Regions from separate parts of the Rattus norvegicus genome. Here region 1 is linked to region 2. A link is a contact called in public Hi-C data. All regions are on one chromosome and are shown on one strand. Each heading gives the region's core, a stretch centred on a gene start, on an enhancer-like site or on the middle of the called end of the contact. The rest is flanking DNA. Distances are from core to core; before and after follow the strand shown.

What was found. Hi-C and Micro-C count contacts between places; a contact is called where the count stands out from the background.
Region 1: a Hi-C map of prefrontal cortex shows a contact between it and region 2, with 2.8 times the contacts expected there. The contact joins two enhancer-like sites. A contact is called at or near these places in 4 of 12 Hi-C or Micro-C datasets (the A7r5 cell line, Schwann cells, frontal cortex and 1 more) and 1 of 1 datasets of contacts at active chromatin or transcription factors (oligodendrocytes).

The regions. Positions count from the first base shown.
Region 1 is chr17:50,763,338-50,768,147 of GRCr8, reverse strand. All of the region lies in intron 25 of Vps41 (VPS41 subunit of HOPS complex), which reads left to right. Among named protein-coding and RNA genes, the nearest start is that of Amph, 87 kb to the right of the region's middle. Within about 2 kb of position 2,562, at least 17 of the 93 cell types and tissues checked have an H3K27ac peak or open chromatin away from gene starts, as enhancers often do. A contact at or near this core is called in prefrontal cortex, where this site is marked.
Region 2 is chr17:50,485,811-50,490,810 of GRCr8, reverse strand. Amph (amphiphysin) reads left to right here. Exons shown (of 21, transcript NM_022217.2): 8 at 1,339-1,414; 9 at 1,993-2,075; 10 at 4,215-4,353. Among named protein-coding and RNA genes, the nearest start is that of Amph, 190 kb to the left of the region's middle. Within about 2 kb of position 3,465, at least 28 of the 93 cell types and tissues checked have an H3K27ac peak or open chromatin away from gene starts, as enhancers often do. A contact at or near this core is called in prefrontal cortex, where this site is marked.

The DNA of each region.
Region 1 (4,810 bases), core at 1,313-3,812, 280 kb before region 2:
TTTGAAAGGAGAAGATTTTTTCTGTAGACTTGAGTGGACAGTACAGAACCTTCGCTTGGAAGCACTGTGTAGGGATGGTGTCAGTTAAGTATGTGTCAAGTTGAGGCAAAGAACTGAGGCCTAATCTTACTTATGCCCAAAGTCTTTGGAGAGTTGCAGATAATCCTAGGGAAATTACTCAAGAATTATTATTCAAGCAGAATATGCTTGAGGTGTCAAGTCTAAATGCATGGCAGAGTCCTAGGCCATAGTGGCCCCTGTATCTGAGAGTGGGATGCTTAGACCAGTACTTAGAGCCGGGCTTTTGGGGTAAAACCATGCTTCTGTTGCCAAGTCCCCATGCTGCTGATGCCAGCAAAGGCAGCTGGCACATCCCTCACTGTGCTCTTGTCTTGAAGCTCACACACACTGCTGCAGTCTCACTATTCACTCACTTTCTATAGAATTTGCATAGTACTGAGCCAGCTGAAATACAGAGCATTAGATACAAAACAAATGTTTAACATAAAAATGGTACTCAAAAATAGCTGGTAAACCAGTATCTTCTTAATTATAAATGTATTGAGAGCTTTACTGAGACCCAAAATTTTTTGATCAATGAGTCTAGAAAGCCATTGTTACCCATCAATCTCTGGGTAGAGAAACTACAACTAAGAGGAAGAGGAAGGGTGGGAGAGGAGAGAGCAGACCCAGGGAAACCACCACACGAGTGCTGCCCTGCCCCACTGGGGCTCGGAGGCCTCGGAGGAAGGTGACAAGAAAATCTGTCTGGCTGTCTGGCTGTCTCTCTCCCTCTCTCTCTCTCTCTCTCTCTCTCTCTCTCTCTCTCTCTCTCTCTCTCTCTCTCTCTGTGTGTGTGTGTGTGTGTGTGTGTGTGTACGTGCGCGCACGCATTGACTATTAATTTTCATTAGTGGCCATTTATTTATCTCCTTGTCTAAGCGACCTAGCAACCTATCAAGTGATTATTTAAAAATATCTCTGGTCTCTGGAGCCTTTTGCTGTTCCCAGAAGGCTTCTGAAGACATACTTTTCTTTCATTGTATTGATCTTTGTTTGTTTCATAAAGCTATAATTTATGTTCTCATTTATAATAAGAGTGCAAGGCCACGAATCCCTCAAATTTGAGGGTGATGTTACAGACCTGTGAATCTCCAGGACTCCTATGGCTGACATAAAGCACGATATGGAGAGCCTTCAGACAAAGGTCCAGGGGCCTCGGTCACAGGCGTGCTGCCATGCACTCTCACTGTCCTTCTCACACAGACTATGCATTGAGGACCTAGGGTTCTTTAAGGGGAGAGGGGCACTGTGACAGCCAGCAGTTAACTGAAAGAGAAGGGAGTAGTTATAGGAAACTTAAATAGCTTTGCCATGTGACCATTTCATACTTTGTATCATGACAGCTCTGAAAGGGAACAGGATTGAGCATGTTCACTCCCTCAGATACTGAGGAAGTTAGGGAAATGGAAATCAGCACTTTGTCACTAACCACCTTCTCTGACAGACATTTTCGATCCATAATGGGTCTATAGTTAGCATTAGCCCCATTGCTTGGAGTAGAAGGGTGAAGTTCCAGAAAGTTAATGACATATTCATATAGGAAGATACTGAACCAGTTATTTTTTATCGGATATTTTTTATTTACATTTCAAATGTTATCCTCTTTCCCAGTTTCCCATCCATAAACCCCTGAACTAGTTTTAAACTCAGGCCCTCAGAGGAAATGCCATTTTCATCCAGAACTGTATCAGCTCTGACGCATAATCCTAAAAGTTCTGCCAAGAGGACTACTTCCTTGCTTTTCCCTTATGGTTACACCTCTGGAGAAAGGCAGCCAGCCAGTCTGAACTTGTTCCTAAAGAGGCAGGAGGAGCAGGGACTCCGCCCTCCACTGCACCTCTGAGTCCCTGTTGTAAGCAGAGGCCTGAGCCTGTGCAGGTCAACAAGTGATGTGGGGAAAGTTCTCTTCCCCACAGGGCACTCAGTCCTTTCCAGGTCTGCAAAGATATTTTCCTGTACTAAACAGTTGCTCTAGCTCCCCCATAGTTTCCTACTTAAAATTGAAAACATAAGTCAACTTACAGAAATCAACAACTTTCTTGTTGGTCTTTTTTTGTAGGGGGTGAAAATTTATTTTTTACTTTTATTATTTAACCTCTGTATTTTTCCTGAGATTGTTTTTAAACTCTCAAATTCCTAAAATAAGCTTTTAAAACCAAATGGATTTTTTTCTTTACAAATTATTTCAGTTGGATCTTATCATCACATTTAAGTGGTGCAGGCGCCCTGTGCCAACCCGTTGCTTCCTTGATCCATTTAGTTGTTAAATACTTTGTGCTGTTAGGAATTAAATACAGTTATGATAGTTAGGTTTTTGCAAACTGAAAAGCAAGCCTTTGAGTTTAGCTTTCTCATTCTTTTCCTACCTGGGCTTAGTCATCTTTGGTAATCATCAGACAAGAGCAAAGAAAACTGCCCAAGCAGAATTGAAGCCCCGCAACACCAGTGGCCATAGCCAGGCTGCAAGTGAGGAAACCGTGGGCTGGGAAGCTAGGTGCTGGCAGCCAGTTGCATTTGAAGGACAAGCAATGCAAAGTGAATAAGGCAAGGCCAGCAAAACCCCAGTACTGAGAGTCTTTTCAAATAAAAACTGCAGTAACTTGACAGTTTTTCTAGCACAGCCCCCACAGCAGCTGTTTCTATGGAACCATAATGATTTCTCTGATATGTGGTTCTTTATTGCTTTGTGAAATATATGTGAGACTAGAATTTTCCATTTACTTGGGATTATTATCCATGGTGATGTGCTATAGAGGAATCAGGAAGAAAATACAGAGGAAATTTAAGTCTCTTGTCAGTTGTCAATGCCATAACTCATTCACCTTTCCCATAAAATGTGCACCATTGATTGTAGTTGTAGCTCGTTTCTTTAAACAAAGGACAATGGGAAAGTGGAGAAGGAACAAGGGTGGTTGAAAGGATGAAGGAAGAAGTTAGTCTTTAAATGTGGATAGTCTGGGGAGAGTAGAAGGACCTTCCATGAGGAAGAAGAATTTCTAAAAAGGTAATATTGTTCCTTCTGAGCAATGTCAATCAATATTTTTGAGATAGAAGTGGTGTTATGAGGTTGAGGGAAGGAGTTTATCTTGGACAGAATTCTTATACCAGAAGTGTTGATAAGCTGGATCGATAATGAGGCAATTCTTATTGGCCAGATGGTGAGATCTCATGGACACAAAGATGTCTCAGTGAGCTCATAAGCCTGTCCCTTTAATGCACTCATTACTCTGAAAGGCCAGACCCCACAGCCTGCGAACTGCCTTTGGTGTCCCAAAGCTACTGTACTGTGCTTTTACAGCCCCTAATCTGCTGTTCTGTCTTGGTACCTGACTCTTCATGTCCCTGTCACGGCAGCCAGTCCAGACCAAATCATATAGTGAAGAACTTCTACCACCTCCCTAAAGGAAACAAGAGTCTGACATTTTCCTTTGTTTGGGGATTTTTCATGGTTCTCCCCAATCCCATCCCATGACTAAAGGGAAGCCACTCCTCCCCCTTGATCTTCAACTCATGTTGTTGTCCCTGATAGAATGAAGTGACCCATTCTCATACTCTTCCGATCATAGCTCCTGTGGTCACAGTGCTCTTTTCCTAAATGAAGTCCATCTCTGTGTCTGTTCCATACATGAACCATGTACCTCATCTCTTTCTCCTATTTAACAGTTGAAACTGATTTTTGTTTCTGAAAGTGATGTTAGAGGGAAACTAGCCCTGAAAAGAGACTGACACACTGAAGTACTGAAGTCTCATGGCACTAGCTCCTGCTTGCCTGAGACTAATGCCGAAGCTGAGTCAAAGGCTGTCGTCAAGGGACTCGCTCTCCCCTTCTCATTACTGCCTCCTAAGTCTTGTCAGTTTCCTTTTCCTCTTTTTTTCTTTTTTTGGTGTAGAGCCTTGGATTTTGATCAAATTAGGCAAAAAGTATCACCATACTTTTCCTTCTCATTGGTTCTTGACTCTGGACAACTGACAATGTTTCTAGCACATACTGTCTGTGAGCTGGTAGGTTGTACCTGCTTAGAAAGCACGTTGTCTTAGGTTGTTCTATTTTCTTTGCAACCTGTGGCCCGTGTTTGTTCCACAGGCTGTGCCCTCAATCTGTCACTGCCCAGGCATTGTGTCCTGGACAGTGTCCCAGTGCTTCCAGAGCCCACACCAGAGGAGCTGAACTGAGCTAATTACTTTATGTTGGAGGCTAGCAGCCTCATGGATTAAATGACCGATTTCTGAAAGTCGTCAGCATCGATATTTTATAGACAGCTTTCTTGGAAGATTGTTTTTCCCCTTCTTTCTCTGTACTGTAATGACTTCTGATAAAAAAACCTTAACATCTTTTTTAAAGAAAACAAAAATAAAGTTACATTTTTAGTAGAACCTGACAGGGCAGTAAAATTTAAGCACATCTATAAACCTAGCATTTGTGGGGGTTGGGCCAGGAGGATCTCTCTCTGTAGAGTAAGACACATTTTCATAAAAAGGATGAAAATGGGGGAGATCCCCTCCAAAAGTAGTATCAAAGTAGATGTAAGAAGATTAAAATCAGGGGTTGGGGATTTAGCTCAGTGGTAGAGTGCTTGCCTACCAAGCGCAAGACCCTGGGTTTGGTCCCCAGCTCTGAAAAAAAGAAAGAAAAAAAAATTAAAATCAGGAAGCCTTGCTTCTTACAAACACTAAGAGCCATAGATATGGAGCTATAATCATCAGTTTGGGTCCCAAATGTGTCCTGTCATGTAACTAGAGGCAGCCC
Region 2 (5,000 bases), core at 2,216-4,715:
GCATGACCCTAGACAGTTTATCCCATTTACTTTTTCTTTTTTTTTTCTTTTCTTTTTTATTTTTTTCTCCATCTTTATTAATTTGGGTATTTCTTATTTACATTTCAATTGTTATTACCTTTCCTGGTTTCCAGGCAAACATCCCCCTAACCCATCCCCCTCCCCTTTTATATGGTTGTTCCCCTCCCCATCCTCTCCCCATTACCTCCCTCCCCGCAACAATCACATTCACTGGGGGTTCAGTCTTAGCAGGACCAAGGGCTTCCCCTTCCAGTGGTGCCCTTACTAGGCTATTCATTGCTAACTATGCAGTTGGAGTCCAGGGTCAGTCCATGTATAGTCTTTGGGTAGTGGCTTAGTCCCTGGAAGCTCTGGTTGGTTGGCATTGTTGTTCATATGGGGTTTCAAGCCCCTTCAAGCTCTTTCAGTCCTTTCTCTAATTTCTTCGGCGGGGGTCCCGTTCTCAGTTGAGTGGTTTGCTGCTGGCATTGGCCTATGTATTTGCCATATTCTGGCTGTGTCTCTCAGGAGAGATCTACATCCAGTTCCTGTCAGCCTGCACTTCTTTGCTTCATCCATCTTATCTAGTTTGGTGGTTGTATATGTATGGGCCACATGTGGGGCAGGCTATGAATGGGCGCCATTTACTTTTTCTAGTAAATGAGGTTCACCGTCCCAGGGGATTTTTGTAAGCATCAAATGAAGAAACATATAAAAGCAACTCTCTGGCTCCTGGATCCACTAACATTGGTGTTTTCTCCGTTCACTCTCATTGGAATTCTATGCACTGGAAGGCTTAGCTTAAGCAACAGAAGATCAGAAGTTTTCTGTCATCCAAGACCTTACTTCGTTTTGTTTTGTTTTGTTTTGTTTTTTTTCCCTGGGAGTTCAGATCTAGTTGAATAATCAGGATTCTTCAGTTATTTTTGAGAATGCCACTGAAACAATAAAATGAATTGAAGTAGTTGTTACCCAACTAAATGAAAAGAATTAAGTAAAATAATGTCCAGATACTCTTTATGTGGAGAAAGAATTTATCCTGGCTAAATCTCGGTTTGGCTTTTGTGCTTACTCTTAGGGAACTGTGATAAAGACAGACAGAATTTGCTACATGTCCCAGTACCCTTCCCATAGCTTCCCCTTATAAATGTGTTTGAGATGTTGCCAATGAGCAGCTCGTGTGCTGACCAGTGGAGAAAAGTCAGGTTTACTCTAGGATGCTGTTGAATTCAATATTTTTCAAAGTTTTATATTAGGAACATAGTCTTAATTTGGTTCAGGGCCATTAAAAGCTACTTTTGCTAACAGCTCCCTCTTTTATTTGTTTCCCCTTGGTAGACGAGTTGGGTTTTATGTCAATACTTTCAAAAACGTCTCTAGCCTTGAGGCCAAGTTTCACAAGGAAATCGCAGTGGTGAGTAATGGTGACTGTTGCTCTTATGGAAAGTAATGCAAAGGGCATTGCATAGAATTGCCAACTAGCCTTACCCTTACACGGATGTTGTAGCGATACTGTGTTACTACTCTCTGAACTATTTGCACTGGTTTTGAAGATTTTATTACAGCCCCACTATTTTATTTCCTCCTCTGTTAGCTGAAAAGTTGGAATTTTAAATGATGTTCTAAATTAGTATATATATAAACCTGGTCTCAAATTATTTAGATAAGCAGCAGTAATGGTGTTCTCTATTACCTTAGTTCACCAGGACAGTCATAGGACTATTTGTTAATAGATTTAAGATAATCACCTTATCATTTCTGCTTCATGTCCTATTGAATACATGTCTGATTGATCCAGCAAGTAGCACATTCTTTTCACTGTATAAAGTTATTTCAACTTAGGTGTAGATTTTAAATGTGGTATGTGGAATTTCAAGACCAATCTAATTCCCAGAAGAGTTGTAGCTTCTCACTAAACAAGTTCATTCATGGGGAGGAAAACATGGGTGGCCACCAGAATATCCTGTGTTTAACAGGCTTCTGTCTTCTTAGCTTTGCCACAAGCTTTATGAAGTGATGACGAAACTTGGTGATCAGCACGCTGACAAGGCCTTCAGCATTCAAGGAGCTCCCAGGTACGCCACTGGTCCTCTGAGCTGCATGTGCAAGTGATATCCTATGTATTGAACGTTCTAGAGCCTGGAGACCACATTGTACTATTCTAGTCACCTTATAAAAATCTAAAAGGAGCCCTTCCACCTAGACAGTGATCCCAAACTTGGGTTTTTGGCTCTTACATTTACTTCTTGCCTTCATTCACATCAAGATGCTACTGGTCACAGCAGAAGTGAGTAGCTGCTTCTGATGAACATGGAACCAGAGAGCAACAGTTGGGATAGTCATCATTTCTCCTTGTTACTTCATCTGCAATAGAGAAAACCCCTCCAGCTTTGTGCTCATTGTTCACTACTAAAGAAAGGAAAAGAGTGGAAGAGATCTCGCCGCCCACCCTCTCTCTACCTCTGCTTTGCCATTTGCCCTGCAACATGGCTTTGTTAGTGTTCCATGGCATGTTGTTATGAATGGGCCAGTCAGAGACTGAGGGCCCAGTGGCACAGCTGAGCTGTATACCTTGGTTTGACTGCATGCTTACTTTCTCCAATGATTTTATCTTACCTAACAAACCTTGAGCAGTCAGAAGCCCCAGGTTTCAGTTACATACCTTTAAGGTCAATTTGCTTTGTTTTTCTTATTCAAGTCCAATAACCTTTGGAATTAAAGAACCCGTTTAAATATCTATAGAAAAAGTAGGGTCCAATGGAATAAAATTATTCCTAAGGTGATGGTCAGTTCTGAGACTCTATACTTGTAGTTTTTAATGCCAATCATTATAAACACTTATAGGAATGTATGTACAGACTCATCCATTGACATATGCAGTTTCCAACCTTTCTCCATGTTAGCGTCTGATGATGACTGTTTTGATCATGGACTTCTCTTTAGAGTACCTACCTATAACTACAGCCTCTGCTATAGCTGCCAGGGAAGCCAGAGTGTCTTTTCTCTCCAGGGGAAAGGTGTGACCTAAAGTAATCTAAGAAAAGAAGAGAATTAAGGCTCCAACATTGTTTTTTTACATTGTTGAGCTAAGAATAAGAGAATAATAAGAATATTCAAATTACCTTTTGGATGTTATGAAACTAAGGCATGTTAAGAGTGGCTTGACATGGAAATGAAGTCAACAGAAGCATTTGCAAATAACAGTTTCATTATCAGTTAAAGCAAGAAGTCGGGTTACAGCCACTTGACAAGTGTCTCTTATTTTTATTCCTTTTCAAAAACATTCTCTGCAGAGCGAGGTGGTGAGTTAGCTCTGAAGGCAGTCTTTAGAATAGAGTATAGATTGGGCTGTTTCTAGTCAGAGGTCATGATTGCTGGCTAAGAGCCGCAATCATGTAGAGTGTCTTTAAAAGAATGTGGCTCCCTTAGCTCCTGAATGTGTAGATCATGCTGCTGCGTCTGTACTCTTATTTAGGTCACAGACTCTGCTCCGTCTGCTGTTGTCTTTAGATGTTCTTAGAGAGTAGGATGTGCCATCTGAGTCATCATGTTAAGCTGTTCCCAAGCATCTGGCAAGGTGCCTAGAACATGATGGCTTCTTAGGAAGTTGTAGAATCTCACCTGTCATGTGGTCTGCTGGTGCCCTGAAGGTGTCTGAGTTAGTCATTGTTTCATAAAGTACACAAAGAAGTATTTTGTAACTCTCTAAACATAATTCAAAAGGCACTCCTGAAAAAGATTTATGAACTCTCTCCCAAGTTGCCTTTGAAATTAAAAGTCACAGCTTTCTGGGTAACTATCTATGATTGTGGGGTGACATGACTCTGTTGTAGAGCAGAAGTGAAGCTGGTTTTCTTACTATGCCTTATGTTGGGATGTGGAGCTGATTTGGCATGTGGCGAGAACAAGATTTTATACTAAGATATAAATGCAACTGTCGTAAAGCACTGCAGTTTTTCTTTGTTTTTAACCTATTTACACCTCATTATTTACATATCTAAAACCAAGCATGGTTGACCGTGGTTCACAGGGAGCAATCAATAGTGACAGTTTCCAACATCCATTACTACTTCTAACAGCTAGAAATAACCTGGAAGTGGGGGATGAAATAACAGTGACATTAAGCTTCAGGATTTCTCTTGGGTAAAGAATATTGGGTTTTAAGAATCCTGCTTCTCAGAAGGCTTCTTGCTCAACCCTCTGTGTCTATCCAGTGATTCGGGTCCTCTTCGCATTGCAAAGACACCATCACCCCCAGAGGAGGCTTCACCCCTCCCCAGCCCAACGGCTAGTCCCAACCACACATTAGCACCTGCATCTCCTGCCCCAGTGCGACCCAGATCACCTTCACAGGTATGATGTGTGCATCAGGGCCATGGAAGAATTCATGGGGAAGTGACTTTCTTTGGGATTCTCTTGTTAAGCATTATAAGCATTATAGAAAGTTTCTATGACAAGACTAAGGCATGATACAGTGATATTATTATTGCCATTGTCTGCTTTTTTTATTTGATTTTTGTGTTTCCTCTTATTCTCAGTTTTTTTATTCTTTTGGGTGTTCTAGCCCCATCCCCACCTTCTTGGCCTGGACTATACTCATCTTTACCTTCACTTGTTCCTGGACTCCTGCCATTCAGAGGCTGAAGGAGTCTGTTCAGTGATGGAGTACTTGCTGGGTTGGCCCATGCTCTGAGCAGCTATTAGCTTTGAAAAGGAAAAACCCTATCTACAAAACTCCATTCATTCTACATTCCTCCTGAACTGAATCTTCTTTTCAGTGCTCCATTGGAGTCAATGACCACCTGGAACTGGGGTATTGGGAGACATCTCATCCCCCAAATTGTGTTACACATGAGTGGCCACTCAGTGAAAGCCAAGTAATGACCAGGCAAAATGAACTAAAGAGAAGATCCCACCACTCTTGATTTCCCTGCATTGTGTGAACATAATATTTCTGTAGCTACATTTAACATTCATGGTCCAGTATAAGCTTTATGAAT